2 separate regions of the Anas platyrhynchos genome follow, and region 2 is linked to region 1. Evidence: chromatin contacts called from public Hi-C data. All regions are on one chromosome and are shown on one strand. The core of a region is the stretch at or near the end of the contact, and the rest is flanking DNA. Distances in the headings are between cores, read along the strand shown. Region 1 overlaps PSTPIP1 (proline-serine-threonine phosphatase interacting protein 1). Region 2 holds the start of TSPAN3 (tetraspanin 3).

Region 1 (5,652 bases), core at 2,672-5,171:
TATGAGCCACAGGCCTGTGGGGAAGATTACCTCACTCTGCTTTTATAACTGACAGGTTTCTAAGTGACACAGGGAGCATCAGTATCAGGTTACAAAAAAAAAAAAAATCCAAGGTAATTCTGCCTCAGTGGTTTCCATTAATAGCATGAGATGCAGGTCTTCATTTTCTGCCTCTTTCCCCCCCCCCCGCTTAAGGAGATTAAGCATAACACCTAGTCACAGTGCCCATCAGCTCTGCTAGCAGAGTTCATCTGCTGGCTCAAGAGCTTGATCTCGTGTCTTTGCACAACAAACCAATGTCTCACCCATGTGAGCAAGGGTACATGTCCATTTTGAACTCAAACGGTTTCTCTATAATTTATATTCAATTGCTTCTGGCAAATTTTTGCTTTCTGCAATATGATTTCCATGACATAATCTGGTCAACACTGGGAAGACAGCGCTGAATTTTCTTTTATGGCTTTAACTGTGGTGTGCCCAGCCATGTGTGACAGTGAGATATGCTCCTATTTGGCAGGGGCTGGCTCTCTTCAGTGGGACTTCTGGTCCTTTGATCTTTATATTCTGCTCAAGCAAAACTCCCTCCAGGGCCACCCAGAGGCTTGCTTGACATCAGGCTGAACAGCACAGTCCTGAAAGCAGCTACAGCAGAGCCAGCACAAACACTAAATAGTGTTTTGTGAGATCACCACAAATACTGACACCTCCTAGCATGTCTGATGTTGGCTTCCTCACAGCCAATGCTAGACAGAGAGAACAGCTTGCAATGGGGTCCTGACACTCCAAAGGAGATTTTACCTTTTCCCCAGGCCCCTATAACAGTTCCCATTTGAGTATTAAGCTTATCGTTTTCAAAAGGAGAGAGAAGCTCTCTCTTTGTGGATCCCAGTAGTGAAGTGTGGGTGTGGGAGAGGAATGCAGATGACTGAGGTGCACACTGTCTGTATTTGCATGCGTAATTTGCTTTATCGGATTGTTGTGAACTTCAGAGCTCAGTAGCAGCACAGTCAGAAGCAGAGCTGGTTTTACCCACTCTCGTATTCGGTTCTGTGCTGCTCCAAGTTCCTGTGTGTCTGGGTTGTAGATACGAGTTTTGTTGCATTGGACACTGCCCATATATATTTTCATTTGTTTGAAATTGGCAAAGGACTGCATATTTGATTTTTACTGCTCCTTAAGTCATTGTTTTCAGTGTTAAGTGACTGTCAGCTCTTTGTCTTCAAGCCTGTGGAACCAGAGGAGTAAGTGACCACTTGTCTCTGTGAAGAGCTGCTTTTTCAAGTGACTTGGAGCTGAATAAGACCCTAGAGGATGAAAAAGCCTTAAATATACTCTGATTTTTATTATATAACATCAGCTAGATGCTATTCCCAGTATCTGTAATTCAGCATGTATGCTGCATTCAGCATAACATTCATTTTATGAATTTAAAATGATTTTGTGATAATTTATGATCATAAATTATTAATTACGATCATTTATGATTTTAGATGTTTGTGTTTATTTTAGTGCATGTTAGAGATCATGCAGGATCATGCCATAGCAAGGTACTTAGTGCAGGTATAAAAAGAGGAAAGGAGGGATTAAGTTCTTATGGGGATAAGAATAGTATCTGCAGTTACACAGAGACAGTGGAAGTGACTAAAGCTTCTGTTTCCTGAGTTCAGAGAATTACTTAACTTGTAGCTGGGCTCAGAAAGTCGTTCCTCCACAGTCTAGTACATGGAGTGAACAGGACACGCTGGGCACATTTTATCATCTTTTGCACTATTCCCAGTCTATGGCTGGAGGCAGGTCATCAGTATGGCCCGCTGACCCAACATGGTTCCAAGTTTTGCTGATTCCTCACCTTTTTTCTTTGCTCCTTCTGTCTTTCTCGGAACTCCTCTATTCCTTTCAGTTCATCCCTCAGCATGACTGCCAGCTGGATGTGAGAATTTCCAACGCTTTCAATTTCTAAAGCAGATCAGAATTGATATGCAGTCAGCGGTAAGGTCTTTAAATGTAAAGTCACGTTTTTCAGGAGATATTTCTGAGATGTGGACACTGTACAATTTGCCACGAGCAAAGCAGCCTTTAAAAAAAAAAAAGTGCATGCAGAAACACAGGGAGCCTGACATTGCTGAGGATTCACACAACCTGAACAGGGCTTATTGCAGGTCCTCTCAATGCTTGCACATACATGGGCACAACAGCTTGCTGCAGAACTGGAGCACCCACTCAGAGCAGCCTTGGCAAATGCAGAGGCTGGCTGAGTTTCTTCACAGCCCCATTTACCCCAGCCATAGGTGTTGTGGGGTGAGGGAAGGAGGGAACTGATGCCCATCGTCCCCTTGGAGTCTGCCTTTCCCCCTTCTATGGCACTGGATATTCCATTTGCCTCCAGCCTTGCACAACCATCATCAGAGGTGGTTGCAAGCTGAGGATTTTCAAGGGCCAGCTAAGGTGGGCTGAATTTCAGGCCACCTGGCTGATGCTCTTGGAAGTGGCTGGTTAACATCTCTGCATTTGTCAGCTTTGGTGGCTCTGAAATGGAGCCCTGCATTTTCCAAAACTTATAGACTCACAGAATGGTTTGGGTTGGAAGGGACCTTGAAGATCACCTACTTCCACCCCCCCGCCATGGGCAGGGACACCTCCCACCAGCCCAGGCTGCCCAAAGCCCCATCCAGCCTGGCCTTAAATGCGTCCAGGGATGGGGCAGCCACAGCTTCTCTGGGCAGCCTGTGCCAGTGCCTCACTGCCCTCAGAGTAAAGAATTTCTTCCTTATATCTAATCTAAATCTACCCTTTTTTAGTTTAAAACCATTACCCCTTGTCCTGTCCATACACTCTCTGGTAGAGTCCCTCTCCAGCTTTTTGTAGGCCCCTTTTTGATACTGAAAGACCGCTGTAAGGTCTCCCTGGAGCCTGTTGAACTCCCCCACCCAAGCTCTAAGAATACCTTAATTCACCAGCTGCTTTTCTAAGGGTGTTGTTATCCCAAACACAGGTGCCAGTACCCAGGTGCAGGGTCCTATTGGCTATGGTGGTGCTCTTCCTGTGTGAAAGGTTTTAGCTCGGCCTTGGGCACAGTAAGCAAGCACACTGTTTTGATGTTAGTGGTTTGTAGAGCTGGGAACACTGCTAATGTTATGTGATTTTATCCAGGTAGGACCAGATTGAGGAACAAGTGATTTTCTGTGCCTCCAGAGATTGGATTTGATGCCCAGCTTTGGAGAAGGACTCTAATGAGTGCCCTTTCCCTCCACTCTCCCCACTATGGACAGGGACAGAAACGTTAGAAGTGTGAGGGGGAAGAGAAGGAAAAACCCCAGAGAGGGCAAGCACAATCACGTGTCTGTCTTAACCCAGGTCAGAAAGAAAGATGTAAATACTTACGTTGCTTAAGCCTCTCAAATGCTGCCTTCAGCGTGCTGTGAGACAAAAACAAGTGTGCTTTGTTAACATAGGCTTCGAAGGGTGGATTGTGAATCTAGAGGAAAAACTTTCCCTCAAACAAAAGATCCACCCAGGAAAAAAAGCTCTTAATAGTCCTGTGATAAAAATTGCCCATGCTAAGAGACACAATAGCATCAATCTGTTACCACTAGGAAACGCAATAAAATGCTCCATGAAGCAAAGAATTGCAGTGCTCCTTATGTGCACCCTCTTTTTTAATCTGTATCTGTAACTGAGCGCTAACAGACATCTCTCTGTTCTTGCATGTTGCCAACGGATGCAAGTCAACTGAGTGAAATAAAGATGGTCAAGGGAAATTGGGTTTCAGAGCGCTAGCCCGAAGGGTAGGGAGAAGCCAGCCCCGCCTTCTGTGTTGAATGCAGCACCAGCAAATTTTTCCTACTTGGTCACCCTTGAAGCCGGAGCAGCTCCGCTGTGCAGCATCTCCGTCCTGCGCTTTCCTAGCACCCCCGTGTGGTGCAGCTCGCCGTCCTTGGAAGGACACGAGGCGCTGAGAGCTGTGAGAGTGTTGCTCACAGGGGCCCCGACCATCCCAGAAGCACAACATGAATAACCCGTGCTGTAAAATGAGGCCTCAGGCTGTGATATACAGCGTGGAGGTGACCAGAAGCTGGCACTGCTCCTCCGGTGGACCCGCGCGTCGAGGAGAGCAGTCCTGCAGTGGGGAGTTGCAGGAGGATGCAAAGGGGTAATGGTAGTTCACCTGATGTCCTGTTTTTTGGTGAACCGGAGTCCTTTTAGAAAGCAGCAGAAAGACCAGTATAGAGGTGACAAGAGAGGAAAGAGCACAGTCTGTAAGGGGCCTTTTCAACTTAATCAGCTCTAGCTCCGAGTTCGCAGGCTGGAAGGACATTTGCATATACAGAAGCCAAGACAGTGGGTGTGGTGATTTTGAGGTTTTTCAGAGGCAAGGAGGGAAAGAGCTCTGGGCTCTCCAGAGTGTGCCCAGCTGCCCCAGACAGGAGGCCAGGGGAAAAGCCTCCAAAATCTCCTTGGCTGAAGCCTGGCTACTGGGAGAGCCCAGCAGAGGATGCGGATCACTCCTCAGCCATGTGTGACTGCAGATGGGGAGGGAAATCCTGCATCTCCTGGGTGTTCCAGGAGGCTTAGGAGATGTGTGAAGCGTCCTAATTGCCCTGTGTTAATTTATGTGGACATCTGTTTCCTAATCAAAGCTGGTTGTCCAAGTAGCAAGACCACATTACCAGGCAGAAGAAAAGTGCACAGAGGATGGGAAAGACTGGGACTGTCCCCAGTGATTGCTGCCCTGCAATGTGCTTCCAAATCTAGCTTCGTATCTGTCCGTGGAAATATAAGGAAAAGGCTTTCAGCCAGAAAACATGTGTATTCATCTACTTGTTGGACTCTTTCAGTATCTTCTCAAGAAAATAACTATGGTAAACTAATTTATTTTTTTTGGTGGCAGATTATCATCCTCACAATATTCAGTCATTTTGAAGGTTCAGTCACCTTTCCTTCTGTACCCTTGTTCACACAAAGTGAGTCTGGAGTGGAAACTTTGATGGAAACTCAATTTTCATAACACAATGGAAAAAAACAGGATTAATTACAGCTCATTTAATTAAAAACTTGAAATCAAAAACCAAGTTGAATATCAGTAGCTGAGTTAGCTTTTCCCCTGCTAAAAGTTCTAAAGGATTATTTTGAAAACTTAAGCTAATTTTATTCCATAAGTATATTTTTCCTTTTTTTTTTTTTTTTTATTACAGACTGTCCAATGGGATGTGGGAAATATGCTAGCAACTTCGTGCTAGAAATAGGTAAATACTGACATTTTAAAAACAGAGGACACTTGCAAATTGCACGCACTGTTTTTGTGTGACATATTAATCTGTTTTTCAGAGATTTTTTCATCAATATTGGTGATTTGAATTATGGCAAGGCTGAAAAAGCTGCTGTAATGGATACTGAAAAAAAAAAATCATTATCAATACATATCCAGGACAAAAGCATTTTGCTGCTTATTTTGTTTTCCAGACATCAGAGCTACCAGAGTAGATCATGATAAGCCATACAGGAAGCTTCTCTCATTTTTGCTGGCTTTCTGTAAGGTGGTTTTGCTGGTTTTCTGGTATAATAACGCACCTGGCTATGAGCTGGGGACACCCATTTGCCCCCACATGGTCTTTAGTTGCTATTTCAGAAATAGCAACTAAGCTAAGTGGCCTT
Region 2 (5,546 bases), core at 2,812-5,311, 57 kb before region 1:
AGCTATTCAATGAGCTCACCAAGCCTGGGGAGAACAGTTGAGGGATGACAGGTATTTCCGTGACAAGTGGAGGGTTACAAAGAGGAGAAATGGAATAAAAGAAAGATTGAGAAAATATCATGATTCCAAAAGAAATGGGGGAGAAGGTGTTTGGGTTGACTAGTGAGATACCAAACAAGGCCTTGATAATGAGCAGTTCTATCTTGATTGTGCTAAAGTTATAAGCAGCAAATATTAGGTAGATGTTACCTTGCCCTAGCTCCCTCAGTGCTGGTGCCATCTCAGAGACGTGCATCTTGTGGAAAATGTGCATGTTTTCTCATCATTTCTTAATGTTTCCTTCATTCTTCACAGGGAAAACCCACTCTCAAAAATGTTCTAAAAATCACCCAGGTTTGCACCTTCCTCACTGTTTGTTCACTTGTGGGACAAAAAGTCATATTCTCTTGCTTCACTGGAAGCTTTACTTCTTCCTGTTAGACAAACGTCCTGTTTGTAAAATGCTTGGCACTCTTCATTTATACATTTGATCTCCTCTAGGCCTGCCATGCCTTAGTGCACAAATAACATAGCCATTGAGAGCCAGTAGCAGAGGTTCAAGTTCATCTTAAAATCCATCAATGCGCACAGAGAGTTCCTCACAGGAAAACACTTCATGCTTCACCTTTACACAGACTGTTGATAGTGGGATAGTTAGCAAGGCAACCCAGCCAGGGAGATCCTGACAGTGGTCATTTAGGAAGAGATGTCTCAGGCTGCTTCTCCTGTGGGGACATAGCTCATCTTTTCCGTCCAATCAGCTATCTTTCTATGCACATGAGCAGAGGGACAGTACTGCAAAGAAGAATGCCAGGCACCATTATACTTACTTTTCTATAGGTGACATGCTTAGAGGTACACTTGACGCTTATTTTTGTCTTGGTGTTTGATGTTGCCATCCCAGGTAATGTGAGTCCAGGTCACACAATCCCTCAAAAACTAACCAGTCTCTCCATTCCCGCTCTTCTCCATCCTACCCACATGCCCCTTTTGTTCCTCACATATGTAAAATGACAGCCCCATCAGGGCCTCACGTATCAGCACTTCTCCCCAGTCCCCAGAATGCACAAAGTCCCAGTCCTTCCTTACATCCTTTTTACCAGTTCTCCAAACTGGCCACAAAAAAAAAAAAAAAAAAAAAAAAAAAAAAAAAGTAACTGAAATGTGTTTGCTGAACAGCAAGTCCTATTAATCTGTCACAAAATATGCACTGTAGAGAAAATTAAATCAGATCATCAGGCTGTTACATTTAACTTTCACCATTGAAACTTCATAACAGCGTTGTTGTACTAAAATCTTTGAGTTTTTAAATATCATCATGAATCCTGTGCATTTTTCTTCTGTCAGACTAGTCTTAGGCTTTTTTTTCCACCAACTCTTCATGGCATTTTTGATAATATATCCTTTATGTACTTTTAAAATACCATATGACACAGAATTGTAATGTATAAACAGAATCACAGAATCATCTAGGTTGGAAGAGACCTCCAAGATCATCTAGTCCAACCTCTGACCCAACACTAACCAGTCCTCCTCCACTAAACCATATCCCTAAGCTCTACATCTAAACGTCTTTTAAAGACCTCCAGGGATGGTGACTCAAACACTTCCCTGGGAAGCCCATTCCAATGCCTCACAACACTTTCTGAAAAGAAATTCTTCCTAACATCCACCCTAAACCTCCCCTTGTGCAACTTTAGTCCATTCCCACTCATTTTATCACCAGGCAAGTGAGCTCAACGCTAGAGCCGTTTCAGACATCCCTTCAGGTTTTTGTTTCATATTTTGTGTTTTATACTCGTTGTTTCCATGGTCTTTTCAGGATGCCTCCAATGCTCGGGTGTCCAGCTGCACGTCAAGGACATCCCCGGCTCCCAGGGACAGTTCCCAGGCCGCAGACCGACCTCCTGGCCAGGACCCCAGCCTGGCAGACATGGCTCCTGTCAGCGTGGAGCAGCCATCTCACCTCAGCCTTGTCCCACAACCGTCAGGTGACGTCTGTCAGTGCTGCCATCAGGGGCACCCCGAGACCCTTGTGATGTAACTACAGAGTCACCGTCACCCTACGGCCTCCAAAAGGTGGCTGGCTATAAAAGCCCTGAGTGGCATGCCTGCGGCCAGTACAGCTTGTGGCTGTATAGCTCGAGGTGCCATTGCTGGAAGACGAGAGGCATAGGTGTTGCGTGAAGCACACACGAAGCCATTCTTCTATCAGAAGCAGAGCTGCCGTTATTAATAGCATTGGTTGTAGTCCATACGAAGAACATTTACTGCTCTAGTACTCTAGACAACTTGGCTGAACCTAGAAAGCTAATGTGGATTTGCTGCTAGAATGTTTTCTTCCTGCTTCTTTCTGTAGTAGTCCTGCTCGTGGCATGCGAGGTGCTGAGGTCCAGCCAGGGAGTCGTGAAGCGTCGAGATCGTGCCGGCGACCCGCAGGGGAGGTGCTGAAGACCGGAGTCTGCTGACAACCACCCGGCACCGGGGCACCTTCCCACACAAGACCATCTTGACGCCGGGGCAGCTGCAAGGACAATGAACCAGCAACAGCGGGAGCAGCCAGACGAGGAGGCCCCTGGGGACGAGACATGCGCCATCTGTCTGGGCCAGCTGTCCGACGCGTCTCGGATGCACCCCTGCGGGCACTGCTTCTGCCGGCAGTGCATCCAGCCCTGGGCCACTCAGAGGTTCACCTGCCCAATGTGCCATGGGCGTATTGAGGCCATCGAGCGCTTGGAGCCACGCGCCCAACGCGACGCCTCAACCCGCCAAAGACTGGAGCGCAACATGGGGATGACGTGACAGCAGCAGTGGTAGAGGAGCCCCAACTACTGCTCCCGCAGTGCCTCGCCCCGGCAAGCCCCTTTGAAGAACAGGGGATGGTCCGAAGGCACTCTGGGCACAGACTGAACGAGGACGTCTGGTACGACGACCTCAATGACGTCTCCTGGCTGCGTCGGGTCCAAGAAGAGGATCCGGGATCTGGCGACCACGCGGGCTGCCGGGCCCATTCCTGGATCTGAAAGGACCTCAGCTGGGGGTTGGCTGGGGGTGGCAGCCACAATTACCCACCTATTAAATTAGGACTTTTCCACCCTACAAAGCCTCTGCCTGCACTTCTTCCTGCATAGGTCAGCGGGAGGCTGAACGCAGCCCTCTCCTGCTGTCCGCACCACAAAGTGGTTTGGGGATGTCGGCTGTTGACGGGGAATGGCTGTGGGAGGCGGGTCCCCAAGTGAGACTTGGGGACAAGAAGTCATCATGGGAATGGGAGAGTGGTGGGGATGGGAGCAGCACCAAAGGTGACCTGGCCCGACTGGGAAAAAGGCTGACAGCAAAAGTCTCCTAAAAGCCTGGCAGCAGAGAATGCCTGCCAGCTGGGGAACCGGGCCTGGCAACCTGCAGCATCCTTGGAAAGCGCTTGGAAGGTTCCTCATGGGAAAACACGTCAAGCTTCACCTTTACACACACTGTTGATAGCAGGATAGTTAGCAAGGCAACCCAGCCAGGGAGATCCTGACAGCGGTCATTTAGGAAGAGATGTCTCAGGCTGCTTCTCCTGTTGGGACAGAGCTTAGCTTTTGTGTCCCAGCGCTCTCAGCACTGTTCTGAGAGGTTAAGCAGCACTCAGGGCGCAGCTGTAATTCCTGAAACGTTTACTTTTAGCTCAACTGAGATTTGTAGGTAGTCCCTGAAACTGTCCATACCTCTGACTGGGGCAATCTTTGAGCGCTTTTTTTTTTCTTTTTTCCTCACAATCTAAACATCCACTGAAAGAAGTCATTATTTGCACGGGGGATTTCCAAGGGCCACTTCAGCCTAAGCTGCTAATGGGGCTGACAAAGCGCGTCCCTTTTCCAAAGGGACGGCGAAAGCTGACCAGAGCTCTCGCGTCAGGCACCTCGCGGCTGCAGGCCGCAGGCTCCTTTAAGGGGGAGCGGTCGCCATCTTAGGTTCCCCCGCCCCCCTCCCGCCACGTGACGCAGCCGGCCGCCATCTTAGGCTCCGCAAGCCACTGCCTCGGCTTGCCCGGGTCACGTGGGGGCGGGGCCGGCGGCGGAGCGGAGCCGAGGGGCGCGGAGCGGGGCCGGGGGCTGAGGGGCGGCGGCGGCGGCGCCATGGGGCAGTGCGGCATCACCTCCTCCAAAACCGTCCTGGTCTTCCTCAACCTCATCTTCTGGGTGAGTCTGGGCGCCTCCGGGGCCGGGGGGAGCTGCTGCGGGGAGGGGGGAGGCCTTGGGCCTGGGCCGGGGCGCCGCGGGCCGGGGGCCCTGAGGGGGCCGCGTCTCTTGGGCGCCGTCCCGGCCTCGGTAAGGGGCGGCTGGGAGCGGCCCCGTGCCGCTGTGCCCGTGCCGTGGTTGGGTCAAGGCCGTGTGGCAGGCGCTTCGTGCCCTCTCCTTGGGGACCTGTGCCGGAGCGCTGTGCGCAGCCCGTCCCTGCCGAGCCGCCCTCGCCTCCGAAGTTGAGAGGTGGAGGGAGCCTCGGCAGCCTGGCAGCGAGGGTGTAAAGAACACGAGAGACGCTTGTGTAACTGAATGCACCTTGAGCCGCGTTATTGAGGCTTTCAGGACTGCCGGCTTAGACTTTAAAGAGCTGTTACAGCCACCTAGCTTTTGGCCTTCTACCTAACACGACTGTTCTAAGTACTTAGTGGTAACTATGTAGTATGTTGCTTTTTTTTTTTGTTTCCCCAGCGGTTTAGGACAGCTCTGTGATACACATGTAACTTAATAGTCTAACAGCGAGTCTTGTGGTTTGTTTCTTCCAGTGAGCACAGCTGCATCGTGCTATTTACACATTGCTTAAACCTGCCGCAACTACAGCCAGCAAGACAACCCTGTAAGCTGGCTGTGCTGGCTTGGTGCAACAGTAGGCTGCTGTAAACCCCTTTCTGAGGATGAACTTAACATGACAAGCTGTAATTTGACATCTTACTCACTGTCACAAGTGCCCTCTCAGAACAACGTGCATAAATGAAACCACATTTAAGGCTGTCTGTGTATTTTAAGAATTCCTTTTCTGGTTTTAGATCCTGTGTTTCTCATCCTGTAATCCCAGCTCCAGGAACAGAAGATTTGTTGTCCCAGCTGCTCAAAGATTTCAGCTTTGAAAAAGGGATAGTGGGTAACAAGATATTAGAACATAAAAAAGTAGCTATATTTAGCAGAATAGCTAATAGTGAAAGCCATATGAAAGCTAACAAATGTTAGAGGATAAATGTTCTTGTCTAAATTTTTACAAAGGAATGTCTCTCTTGGGTGCCTAAACACGAATCATGGTCAGGCAAAATGCATGCCTGTGCAGTCTCACTGACATCTGTGTATACAGCTGTTCAGAGACATGAACAGTAAGTGTGAGGCATATTTGACTTTAAGTGGAGCATGTTAGGAATAGCTCGTTTTCACTAAGGTGTATTAGCTCCGTTATTTACCTTTGAAGTATCATGTAGCTGCATCAATCTTTTAGCACAGCCATTTGTTTGGAATCTGCTCTGAAGGGTGTGGCTT

What was found. A called contact is a pair of places that touch in the nucleus more often than the background predicts.
Region 2: a contact with region 1 is called in a Hi-C map of F5 follicle, with 2.6 times the contacts expected there. The contact joins the promoter of TSPAN3 here to the enhancer-like site in region 1. A contact is called at or near these places in 6 of 8 Hi-C or Micro-C datasets (F1 follicle, F5 follicle, skeletal muscle and 2 more).

The regions. Positions count from the first base shown.
Region 1 is chr11:11,910,525-11,916,176 of IASCAAS_PekinDuck_T2T, reverse strand. PSTPIP1 (proline-serine-threonine phosphatase interacting protein 1) reads right to left here. Exons shown (of 15, transcript XM_005025076.6): 4 at 3,382-3,416; 5 at 1,850-1,956. Among named protein-coding and RNA genes, the nearest start is that of PSTPIP1, 32 kb to the right of the region's middle. Within about 2 kb of position 3,921, at least 3 of the 8 cell types and tissues checked have an H3K27ac peak or open chromatin away from gene starts, as enhancers often do. A contact at or near this core is called in F5 follicle and subcutaneous adipose tissue, where this site is marked.
Region 2 is chr11:11,967,767-11,973,312 of IASCAAS_PekinDuck_T2T, reverse strand. It overlaps TSPAN3 (tetraspanin 3), which reads left to right and starts at 4,061. Exons shown (of 7, transcript XM_027465609.1): 1 at 4,061-4,220. The coding sequence starts at 4,158.